Linked DNA regions of Bombyx mori: region 1 is linked to region 2. The links are chromatin contacts, called in public Hi-C maps. All regions are on one chromosome and are shown on one strand. The core of a region is the stretch at or near the end of the contact, and the rest is flanking DNA. Distances in the headings are between cores, read along the strand shown.

Evidence for each region. A called contact is a pair of places that touch in the nucleus more often than the background predicts.
Region 1: a contact with region 2 is called in a Hi-C map of midgut, with 1.8 times the contacts expected there. The contact joins the promoter of LOC134198915 here to the enhancer-like site in region 2. A contact is called at or near these places in 2 of 7 Hi-C or Micro-C datasets (midgut and whole pupa).

What each region holds. Positions count from the first base shown.
Region 1 is chr5:9,020,308-9,026,560 of ASM3026992v2, reverse strand. It overlaps LOC134198915 (piggyBac transposable element-derived protein 4-like), which reads left to right and starts at 3,386. Exons shown (of 3, transcript XM_062668670.1): 1 at 3,386-3,746; 2 at 4,057-4,297; 3 at 5,813-6,253. The coding sequence starts at 4,057. The coding sequence ends at 6,027.
Region 2 is chr5:8,978,277-8,984,424 of ASM3026992v2, reverse strand. It overlaps LOC134198919 (a long non-coding RNA gene), which reads left to right. Exons shown (of 3, transcript XR_009973204.1): 3 at 2,342-2,607. Among protein-coding and RNA genes, the nearest start is that of LOC134198919, 5.3 kb to the left of the region's middle. Within about 2 kb of position 1,709, at least 5 of the 8 cell types and tissues checked have open chromatin away from gene starts, as enhancers often do.

The sequences.
Region 1 (6,253 bases), core at 2,137-4,636, 40 kb before region 2:
CAAACATTTACATTATTTTCTTTTGTTTTCGTGAGTCGCGTATATGAATACAACTATTTTAATATTAACAACCGTGAACACATTAGCAAATCACAAAATGTTATGAATTTACCTGATTTATTAGTTTTTCCTTTTCTGTTTAAGCTATAACCGAAATTCTGTTGATTCCTCTTATAGTGCTGGTTGATGCTACTAGTTCTAACACTAGAAGCAGTCAAAGTACAGATCACCGCTTTCGCCAAATTAGTCGTGGTACTTAGCCCATATTATCAATCTTAGCTTAGTTCCTTCCCGTGTTTTCTTAGTGGGATGTGATTTCGGTGGTAGTTTCATTCACGAAGTTGCCTGTGGAAGCAACGGAAGCGCCCGGACCATGTCTAGTAACTCCAATAAAAAAGGTTGTGCATTCATACCTCAATAGTATTTTAAGGTAGCGCCAACTTCCGTAGCACAATTATTTATATATATTATATTATTACATTATATTATATTTATTTTATTTATATTATAATAAATTATATAGTTTTTTTTTGCTTAGATGGGTGAACGAGCTCACGCCCATAAGTGGTAGAACGTATCTAGAGGACGCACGGGTAACTTAGTTGAAATGAACGCCCAGCGTACTTCTGTTTCGAAGCAATAACGAGCTATCTGTATGTAAGGCGTTACAGCACTTATTCCTAAAGGAAATAAGAATCAGAATTTTTAATACATTCATGTGTATTAACCATAGTACTATAATGTTATAATTAAAATACTAGTACTAATAAGTCCACTAATTCAACTATACTGTGTTGACGAGTCGCGAACTCGAGCGCTAAGGTGTCCTTGCTCTCACTGTCCTAATGAACTACTATTGTCAGTATCCACTTGAATTTAATTATGAGCTTTGTATAGCTTACATGCTGAAAAGTCGTTACCACAGTCAAAGTGACTGAAACAAAAGTAAAAACGTGAGAATCTTTAGTTTTTTGTTTATCTCTGTGTAAGTTTTTCTTTTTGGTTTATATTTGGCATGAGGATAAAATTGTTATGATGGTGTAAATGTTTACCATACAATATATGGAATGCTTTGCATAGAGAATTCTAATTTTTTTTTTATTGCCCTTGTAGGCAGACGAGCATACGGCCCACCTGGTGGTGAGTGGTTACCGTCGCCCATGGACTTCAGCAATGTCAGGGGCAGAGCCAAGCCGCTGCCTACCGCAAATGTACAAACTCCCCACAAAAACCTTATGTGTCATCCGTGGTACAATATACCTATATATATACATTATATGAATATAAGGCTTTAGCATAAATAATTTAGGAGCAAAATATTTTCCATCTCAAATTTCCAAACGACCGGAATCGAAAATATAGCTGCGCGTCTAGAATGTGTGAAATAAGATAAATTTACCCAATAATATATTGAAAATGCGGAAGACGTCGCTAACGCGGACTGTATAAATAGTCTACATAATGGCCGACCTATTTTTTGTGATTTTATACATACAGAAATTGAATACAAGTGATATTTGAAATAAAATACGAGGAATCCATGATATATTATAGTATTTCCTAAGACATATGATGACATTCGAGAAAAACTGTTTAATAAAGTGAATAACAATAAAACGTGCTTCTGTGACACCGACTGGCGGACTGCCAGAAAATATGGCAATGGACACCTACATTACGGGTCTACACGAAATTTATCTTCAACTCTTTGTGCCTGTTTTAAAATTCAACACTACAAAGCTTGCATATTTATAGTCATGACTTATGCAAGTGTAGTGCTCACTCACACGGCCCGCACCCACATAAACACCCTCCAAAGAATATAGCCCCTTTTTGGTAGGACAGCCGTCGGAAGTATGTTTGTGAGCAATATACATCTTCTCGACAACTTACATCTAGAACCGACTAGTAAGTATCTGAAGATAGTGTCAGAACGCTTCTTTAACGAAGCAGTACGGTACGATAACTCTTTTATAATAGCTGTCATAAGTTACATCACCGAACCAGATGAGTGGGTAACAAACAGCCGTCGTCGTTCTAGACATGTCCTTCCGGATAAATTCTCAGTTCTTTCCACGTGGTTGGTGAGTACGACGTGCAACTTAACCCATAGACTCAACCCACTGACTTTCTCGCCGAACCTTTTAAGTAGGTGGCGATTCCGATCCGGTGGTAAATTCAGTGAAGTATTGCCCTTGCTACAGATGCTAGCGAACAGTTTCAAGCTGAGCCCACCAGTCAGGCGAAGTCAGCATAGTTCTTCTAGGGTACTGGCAAATAGGATAGGACTGGAAAATAGCCCACACTTTTTTGTCACTTATCTTCCTACCTCTTGTGCTTACATTTGTATTTTCCCTTTTTATAACCTCACTCAATATCAACATCTATTATCGTAGGCTTTTAGTCGAACTCCGAACCACGTTGATACAAGAGTCCAATTTAACATGAGTTCTAAGTATCTATTGCATTGTTAAATCTTCGAACCGGAATCCACTAATACTTCGCAGAAATAGACGAGATGCTAATACTAACTGTTCGTCTTTTCAGTCCCTCTACACGTCTAAAAGAAAAAAATCTTAAAAACCATGTGTAATAAAAACATAAAAGGAATTAATTTAGATAATTTAGGTTAACCAGCGATTAATGCAAAATTTCGAGAATTTGTAATTGTAGCAGAGGTATCTTCAGGTAAATTGTAGGTACGTGTTAATTGCCTAATATCTGGGTCGGACGTTGTGAGGTCAATTCTCATTAACGATGCTATCACTCCTATGATTGAACCAAGGCTTTAAGGAAATCACAAACATTTCATACTTTATACAAATGTTTGGGAAGCTAAGTTAAGCGAGAATTGTATACCTTTTATATTTAATAAATAAAAACACTATAAAAACGCTGATTTCATTCCGTACTGGTGGAAGGGCATTTTATGAGCTCGCACGGGTAGATGCCACCACCCTGACAATTTCTGTAGCTATACTGAGACCTTAGAACTTATATCTCAAGGTGGTTGGTGCATTTACGTTGTAGATGTCTAAGGGCTCCAGTAACCACTTCAAACCAGGTGGGCAGTGAGCTCGTCCACCCATCTAAGAAAAAATAAAATAATTAAAAACAATATTTCCGGTTTGAAGGGTGAGGCAGCCATTGTCCTATAGAATTCATGTCTTAAGATGGATGGCGGCATTTATGTTGTTGATGTTTATAAGCTCCGTTAACTACAAGTCAACAACGTAACAACAAATGGACCGAGAGCTAATCCACCCGTCTGAGCAATTAAAAAAATTCTTTAGTTGACTCAGCTAAGTTTTTCTTTGTTTAATAGAAGTTAAAAATCAGATGATACATATGTTTTTTAAGACATAAATTATTATAAGTATTAACACTTTCGCTGACAGTACGTCGTTAGACGGGAAATTAACATATTGCGGTATAACAGTACGTCGAAGGACGGGGTAATAACTTTTATGAGCATTGGCAGTACGTCGTCGGACGACAACTTCTAATAGAAGCAATATGAAGAATAGCATTCACTGTCATATTGTAAGCAATCTCACATTTCTTACTGTCGTAACATGATTGTTTTGTGGGTAGTTTAATATTGCTGTCTCAGTTGCTCACGCACACACGTAAACAGTTCGTATATAAGTACTACGTCCACCGGCGTGAGCGCACGCTAATTTCTCGATCAATCAGTGCGGCCAGTGCCATTTTGTGAACAACCACGTGTTTACGTCACTCAAACAGTAAGTAAATTTTGCAAAAATGATATTTTATGTGTTTATTTGTATTGAAACATCGTTATGTTTATGTATTTATAAGATTTTGTGATGTTAGTATTTACTTAGGTATTTTTATTTACTAAATAACAGACTTTCCTTGAAATACTTGGGTCAAAGTAGTATTATTATAGTGTCGGATTAGAATAAAATTCATGACCTTACGTGTAATTAGCCGTTGCTAATTTACTCCTCTAATGTGATAAAGCTTGTGCCCAGCTTGGAAATTTTATAGGTTGTTGATTGATTTACCAATTGAACAATTTGTTAATTTTAGATGTCAGCAAAAAGTTCAAAGAAACGTCCAAAAATACGCTTGTTCGACGATTTTTCATCAAATTCGCCATCTGAAGCAGATTTAGATCCCTTCGAGGATAATGACGGTGATTATGGTTCTGACACGAACTATGAACCACAAAATATAGAAGAAACTGGTGCATCCAGTTCATCAGAGGAAATATTTTCTATAAGACCTCGTCGAATTATATCTGGAGGCCCTGTGGCTTCATCGGATTCAAGTAAGTCTGATATCTCAATTAGAAGTTCAGATTCTGATCAGGACGATAGAACTATCGAAAATGCTGAACCGATTTCCGAATCAGTAGACGACTTACCATCCCTTCTTATATCTCAACATGACAATGATATAGATTCAGAACCAGTGCAAAATCGGATAAGATCTCCTGTACCAGAGGAGATACCGTGGTTACATAGCACAGAAGAAATACCTGATTTTGAATTCGATGTCGAGTCATATGGCGTTCAGTTTGACGTTACCTCTCAGACTAGCATTGAACAAATTTTCGATCACGTGTTTCCAAAAGAGTTACTCGAGTACCTGGTCCAGTGTACTAATAATTATGGTACAGCTTTGTGTCAGTCAAACAAACCGTCAACCCGATATTCCCGGTCTCAAAATTTTCGAAATACTACGACTGTTGAGATGAAAAAGTTTCTTGGACTTTCGTTATTACATGGACATATTCGCACTCCTAAACAACAAAAACTATTTACTTATGATGATCCACTATATTATCATCCTGTGTTCTCATATACAATGTCTTCGCGGCGATATGAACAGATACTTCGATGTATATGTTGTTCAGAACTGGATGCAAAAGGCGCAGAAAAGATTAACAAATTTGTTGATTTGTTGACATTGAATTTTAGAAAGATATACAAACCTGATAAAGAGCTTAGTTTAGATGAATCTTTACTATTGTATCGAGGCCGACTTCACTTTCGGCAGTACATAAAGTCCAAAAAAGCAAGATATGGGATTAAATTCTATGTCTTGGCAACGGCTGATGGTTATGTTCTTAATATAATAATGTATAGCGGAAAAGACGAGAATACCCAATTGAGAGGTGTAACGAAGCTTGAACGGTTGGTAATGCGATTGATGAGACCGTTTTTATTGAAAGGACATCACCTCTTCATGGATAATTACTACAATTCGGTCACTCTTTCTCAGAAACTTTTTGATTTGAAAACCCATACAAATGGTACTCTTCGTGTTAATAGAAAAGATAATCCAAAGGAAGTAGTGGACAGAAAATTAAAAAAAGGTGATCATGTTTGGGTAAGGAAAAATAAAGTGTATGTTAGCAAATGGGTTGATAAGCGACCAGTGATTATGTTGACCACTAGAGAACACCCCCGTATTATAGAAACAACAAACAGGTTTGGGAAAATAGTTAAGAAGCCTATTGAAGTAGCAACATATAATAAATACATGTCCGGTGTAGATAGGTCTGACCAGATGATAAGTTACTATTCTTCGCCGAGGAAAACTATACGCTGGTACAAAAAAGTACTTTTTCATCTTTTGGATACCGCTGTATGGAATTCTTATTACTTATACAAGAAATTTGTACTGAAAAACCCAAAATATGAGTTATCTTCATATCGGGAGGAGTTAATAAAAAAATTAATAGATTTGAAAGAAAACTGTAAGGGTAAAGATTTAGTATTAGATTTAAAAAAACACAATAGCAGAAAACACAATAACCCCCAAAAGAACATATTTGCAGATCAAGAACGAAAATTTTGGGGTCATTGGCCCAAACGCCAACCTGCACCTGAAAATTCTAAGAAAAAATACTCATTTCTGATGTGTAAAATGTGTTCCAAGAATAAGAAGAGGGTCGAAACTAGCTACAGGTGCATTGGTTGTCCAGGACTTCCTCCATTATGTCCTGAATGTTTCCAGGATTATCACCAAATTCTTGAACAGCAAGAACAATAAATCGTAGTCTGACTCTTCAAAACCTTATTTTGCAGATTTACTTTAATTTTTTGAGACTTTATACGTTCCTATTTTTATAATTATTTACTAGGATATGTTGACCTATTTTTTTATTACTTTGGTACTTATATGTTTAATATTGTTTTCTTTTATTGAGTTAATTATATTAGGGCTTTTTATTGTTTGTTAGTAGCGTTGCCGTAGTGTCCAAACTTTGTATATTATT
Region 2 (6,148 bases), core at 460-2,959:
ACAGAATGAAGTTGCCCACTAAATCGCTCATTACAATACGACCGACGTAACTTGGCGAGTCTGAATATAGCCGCAGGTGAACTTTCCGAACCGTACCGAGAATTACCGAATTTATACGATGTCAAGAAAAGGGATGTCCAATACGGACTACGAAAACCGTTGCTTTGTGTGCCCTGCGACACAATTGCAAAGTGCCAAGTAATAATAATAATAATAATAATAATAATGTTTTTATTTCAAGTATCCATGACTCATATAAATTGTTAATAAGACTTAGACCTATGTTAGTAGTTATATTTACATCACAATGAATTACTGTGGTAACATCCCATGGGAGATGGCACCACAGCGACCCATGTATATACAGTCCAGCCTGCTTGCGATCATGCTCAGGATACTGTTGGAGCTGGCCCTCACTCTGTTTACCAGAGATGCACACCTCTTACGCATGGTAGCGTAAAAACAATCTATGTGCGCGTCTGCAAACATCCCTGATGCGCTACAAAAGCGGGGCAGCACCACCAGCACCCTAAACGCGTTATTGTATTGAATTTGTTGTTAAATATCTTAGTTATTTGCATATATAATACTTTATACTACTACGTCAATACCGACGGCGACTTCTGAAAGGTCGAAATCAATATCTTGTGCATATTAAAGCTTGATAGATTAATAGAAACTAGCGAATAGCAAAATATTATAGAACCCGGGGCAAAATTCCAGTAATATCTATACTAATATTATAAAGAGGAAAGATTTGTTTGTTTGTTTGTTTCGAATAGGCTCCGAAACTACTGGACCGATTTGAAAAATTCTTTTTCCATTAGAAGCCGACATTGTCCCTGATGAACATAGGCTACTTTTTTTTTTTTTTTTTTTTGGTTTCATGTTTGTTTTAATGTTTCCGAAGCGAAGCGAGGGCGGGTCGCTAGTTTAATTATATTTAATCTGTTAAAACATTGAGTACAAATAGTTTTACACGCAACCACTAACTGGAGTGGTTATAGAAATGTAAGTTTCCAAATCTTTACAATTACAAAAAAAAGAATGCAATACTCACAAAAATGCATGGTTAGAATTCAGTGTCACGAACAATTTTGAATTGAATGAAGTAAAAATGTTACGAAATATTCCAAGATTTACATACATAATATTGCTTTTATTTTTATTAGATTGCAAGTTTGACAAACAATGACCGATGCGATTATCAATGCCAATATTATGGTAACAAGTTAACAGTGACACGTTATAAGCCCACGTTACGCATCTAGAATTTCATTCCTGTCAAAAGTAGACCTAAAGAAAATAAAGGGCGGTCTGAACCGGGCAAGAATTCCAGAGATACCAAGGACATCACTTGCTTAAGAAATGCCACTGCAAGCTGCCTAGCAGATTGTGCACCTGATAGTAAGTAGTCAGCGTGGCTCATGGACATCAAGTATACCGGGAACGTTAGCCGCAGCTTTAAATAGATCCAATAATCTAAATTCTTTGTTATGATGTAACTAATTTAATTAAACAAATTAAGTGACCTAAATTTTAAAGTCGCTTCGTTTGAACGTTAGATAATACAGTTGCTACAAATGACAGCTGAGAGTAAAGTCATAAAACAATAAGATAAAAAAAACAACATAAAACATATGGCTTGTTAGAATCGAGATATCTCACAGAGAGAGCCGGATGGACCAATCAACGATATGTGAGTCACACGCAGACAAGCACAGACGCCACCGAAAGCGGTGCAGCGATACCATGTTGTTGAAAAAAAGGGACGGCCTAAACTCCTAAAATTTGATGGCCGCGTTGTATCACTTGACAAAAATGTATGATGGTAAACAGATTTTTTTTAATACGTTTCACGGCTTGTCTTGTAATACAAAATAGTGTTGACATCACACTCGTGGTAGTATGCTACTCGATAGACGACTCATTCTTTGAGTCTTCACTAATTATAAATAATTCTTAAAGAGTAATAGCTTAGAAGAGTGTCAGCGTGAAACTTAACAAATACGAATCGTGAATTGAATAGTGCTTACTTATAAAGGTGACTGCGAACTATCCTCTCAAACCTATCCTCTAACTACACCTATATGACATCAAGTATATTAGACAAGACGTAGAAGCTGTGAACGAAATCAATCTAAAGGTCAGGAAACTCTTGAGGTCAGGAAACTATTGTTGAGAAACCACTTTCTTCTCTGCCCGACAGTTGCAGAGCAGAAATGCCATTTTCTGTTGAAAACATTAAAAATTGATCTAATGTGGTGGTTATTAATTAAGTGCTTTGTAATATTCGTATTATCCTGTCGCTAACAGATTCGTACTCCATTACAATCCTTAGATTCTTTGGAAGAAAAAGGCAACTCCATTTCTGCTGAATGCACGAAGGGGGCGGCCGCCAGAGAGGAATGGCGGTATGTTGTGAAGCTTACCACCAACACCTGAAGTGATGACCACGACCATTCAGTCTAGAGCGATACTGACTAGGAAGAAGAATATTATTAAACCGGTGGATTATAAAATAATACACATGACTGAATTTATCACAAGTTGTACATTTTAAAGCGTGTCTAATATTAGATGATAACCAGTATAAAAGTACTTTAACTATGATTTTTATTGCACATCTTGAGCCGTGGTTCGTTCACCTATTTATATAAAAAAGAGCATACAACCCATCTGGTGGTAAGTTCTTATAATCGGCAATAAATTCTGGCGCATACCAAAGTTTTTTTGTAAATTTCATTTTTGTTGTAGATGATATTATTATATTTAGGAAACACCGTGGAGCTAATTCCAGAACCGAATGATTCGTGACAATGATGACGAACTGTGTTGTGGCTTACCTTCAGATGGTTTTAATACGCTTTTATTAGCTTCAGACGTATGTATGTTAGTATGTAACGGAATCTTTGAACATGATTTTGACCCCCTTCACAACGTCGGATTAACTCGAAATTTGGTATACTTATTAAGGACCGATGACAAATCAATATTAAAAAAAATAAAAAAAGTGAAATTCAACTAAAAAATGAAAAATAAATAATAGTTTAAAAAACTAACAAAATACGCTTTTATAGAAAATCCAAGTAAAAAATAGAAAAAGCTTTTTTTACCATAAAATCATTTTTTCTTACACTATTTTTAATTCAAATTTATTTTCTATTTTCTAGTTAGATTTTCTATAAAAGCGTATTTTTTTAGTTTTTTAAAACTATTATTGTTGAAAATAGTGTTCAACAGCAGACAGGAGCGTGACTATGCCCCGAAAAGTGCTTGCGTTCTTAAGCGAGCAAAATAAAACTGATTAACACATCATTTGTGTCAAATTACTTACACGTGTTTATGTTGAGATTGTTCCTTATTTTACAAATTGTAATTGACCCACGAGTTGTCGTTTGCATTAAATATAAAGTATCACCATTCGAATGCAACGTCATGCAATAATGGATCGCAAGACAATCATGATTTTTAAATGATGGTAATGAAATGGAACTGACTCGCCGAAGAAGATTGCGTAACTGTTCTTGAAATCGCTTTCTAGAGGCATTCGGCGTCACCTCGTCGGCACCGTGATAAGCGAACCTTACATAAATTGTTGCTTGTGGATAAAGGCCAGTGACTACTGCTACTGTTTACCCACCTCATGTCACTCATGCTATCATTTTGTTCTAACAGCGCGTGTTTCCGATTTCGTAGATTTTCGTATTTTAATCAGTCTGAATTTATCGATTTCATACGTAGATAAAAAATCAGATACCCGCTTTTTTAAATTTTTATATATATGTACTAATAATGATATACAATGAATCTATTTCAAAATATTAAACTATAATGCATCACATATTTTAATTAATTTATAGTTAGCAATGAAACAAACTAATTTCTCTAGTTATAACTAGTTAATCTAATTTTAAACATCAATTCCTTATTTTACTAGTTCTCGTTGGGGTTGATTTGTTGACAAAATAAGAGTCAACAAGTATATAGGTATGTAAGTCAATAAGTAAGTAAGTTTCGTTTTTCCCACCATTAGATTATAAAGATCTTCCCCGTTTCTAATAAAAAAAAATATTTTCACTAGCTTAAACGAATTCAATAGTGAAGCAAGGTTCTTTCATATTCTGGTGGCTTTTAAATAAATATGTATAATCAGATATTTTGAAAAAACTCAAGCAAAACAACATTACATTTGAATTGAATCTGTCAATTATGAATATTCTCTACGTTCTTTCTCATTCTCATTTTCGTGGAAATCTTTGCTGAATATTCTTGTGATATTTATCTTTTATGTTTTATTTTATATTTTTCATACAATATGGTATGTTGCTTTAGGCTGCCTATTAATTTGGACATTGCCGAAAAAATTGCATAAAATTGGTAATGCATTTTCCAATCGATAATTGAATGCGCTGCAAGGATTGTATTGAGGTCAACAGATATTATTTTCCATGAAGTTCTTATTTTAAATGCTCATTATATTAATGTATAAACTATCGCACACAGCAGCAGTATATTTTTCAAAAATAGAACGATGTTTTCCTTGTACCACTACATCTTTATGGTAAAACTAAATATTCTATCTAATTATTTAAACTTTAAAACTCTGTCGCCCATCAGAAGTCATGAAGTCGGGGTAATAATAAATAGCTCGAGATGCCAAATTGGCGTATTCTGATAAAGAGACAGCAGATCAAATTCAGACCATACCCTTCGGCTTCAAATCGATCGACTAAAACATCACTCGGTTGATTTTGTGTCCTAATTAGACCCATCACTAGAGACGTCAAGACTCTTTCGACCCATAGGTTTCATACTTCAGTGGTTTGACCTGGTTTGACCGCAAGAAAAAAGTCGCGCCGAATTGACAACTTCCTTCATTTTTACTTGAAATATGTATGTTATAAAAAACGTAAAAAACCCAGCAACTAAATTAAAATTCATCAAATGTTACAAACCGTAGCAGTATCGTTGTGTCTGGGAACTGGACCGTGACTATGGACCCTGATATGGACTAAGAGACCTTTATCGATTGAGTTTAGGAACACATTGGAGACGTCATGAGCTTAAGTTTGCAGTTTGTCAGCATGCTCTGGATTCCGGTGCCAAACATTTTATAAGATTTCATGAAATCTTCATACTCGCACTCGTAAACAAGTTAATCCCGCGTAAAATAGGTACTCGAGGCCATTGCTATTTAAAAAAAAATTCAATACAAAATTGCCGGTATTTATGTACGGTATCTAACAACTGAGATTCATTTATCGTGAAGGTGAAACAGCAACGTATATTTCATGTAATGTAAATGTCGATGAGTAATTGTAGCCCTCAGGAATGTCAGTACGTTTGACGAGAACAATTTCTTTTTTTTTTAATTGCAACTTTAAAAAAGAAACTGACTAGTTTATTTTATATGCATAAACACACGTAGTTTATTAAAAGAGTAAAATGTTTAGGTTACTTTGACTTTAACAATGGTAATGCCGTAAAAAAATTCAAACGAATTGCAATAGCTCAACTGTAAAGTAACTCCTTGACACTTATACTCAAGATCGCCTTTTTATAAGAATCTGATTCAATTGTAAAGGTCAGTCATATCTATTCAATTTGTAAACCAAATGTGTGTAAAGGAAATGAGATGCAGAGAATTGACGTCATTGTATCATTGTATCATGCTCCAGTTATAGTACGGGCTTAAAAGGTGGAATAAATAACTACATAGGTACATATATGTATGAGCCTAATTTAGCTATGGAAAGTCTAAGAATGTTTTTTTAAATAACTATAATACGCATTTTTATTAAGTACTAGCTGACCCGGCAGACTTCGTAGTGGCTAAATCGATAAATAAAAGACCTAAACTTTTATATAAAATAAACTTAAAAAAACAAAAGGAATCCGTCCGACGGGGGACACATCAAAGGAAAAACAAAATTGTTTGTTTTTATATAATTCCGAGTATTTTCAAATTTTTCACCTTTTAAATCTTCTCTGGACTTCCACGAATAATTCAAGACCAAAATTAGCCAGATCGGTCCAGCCGTTCTCGAGTTTTAGCGAGACTAACGATCAGCAATTAATTTTTATATATATAGAAGAATAGAATATAGATAGATTTTAGACGTCCGCTCCATATTATAATAATAAC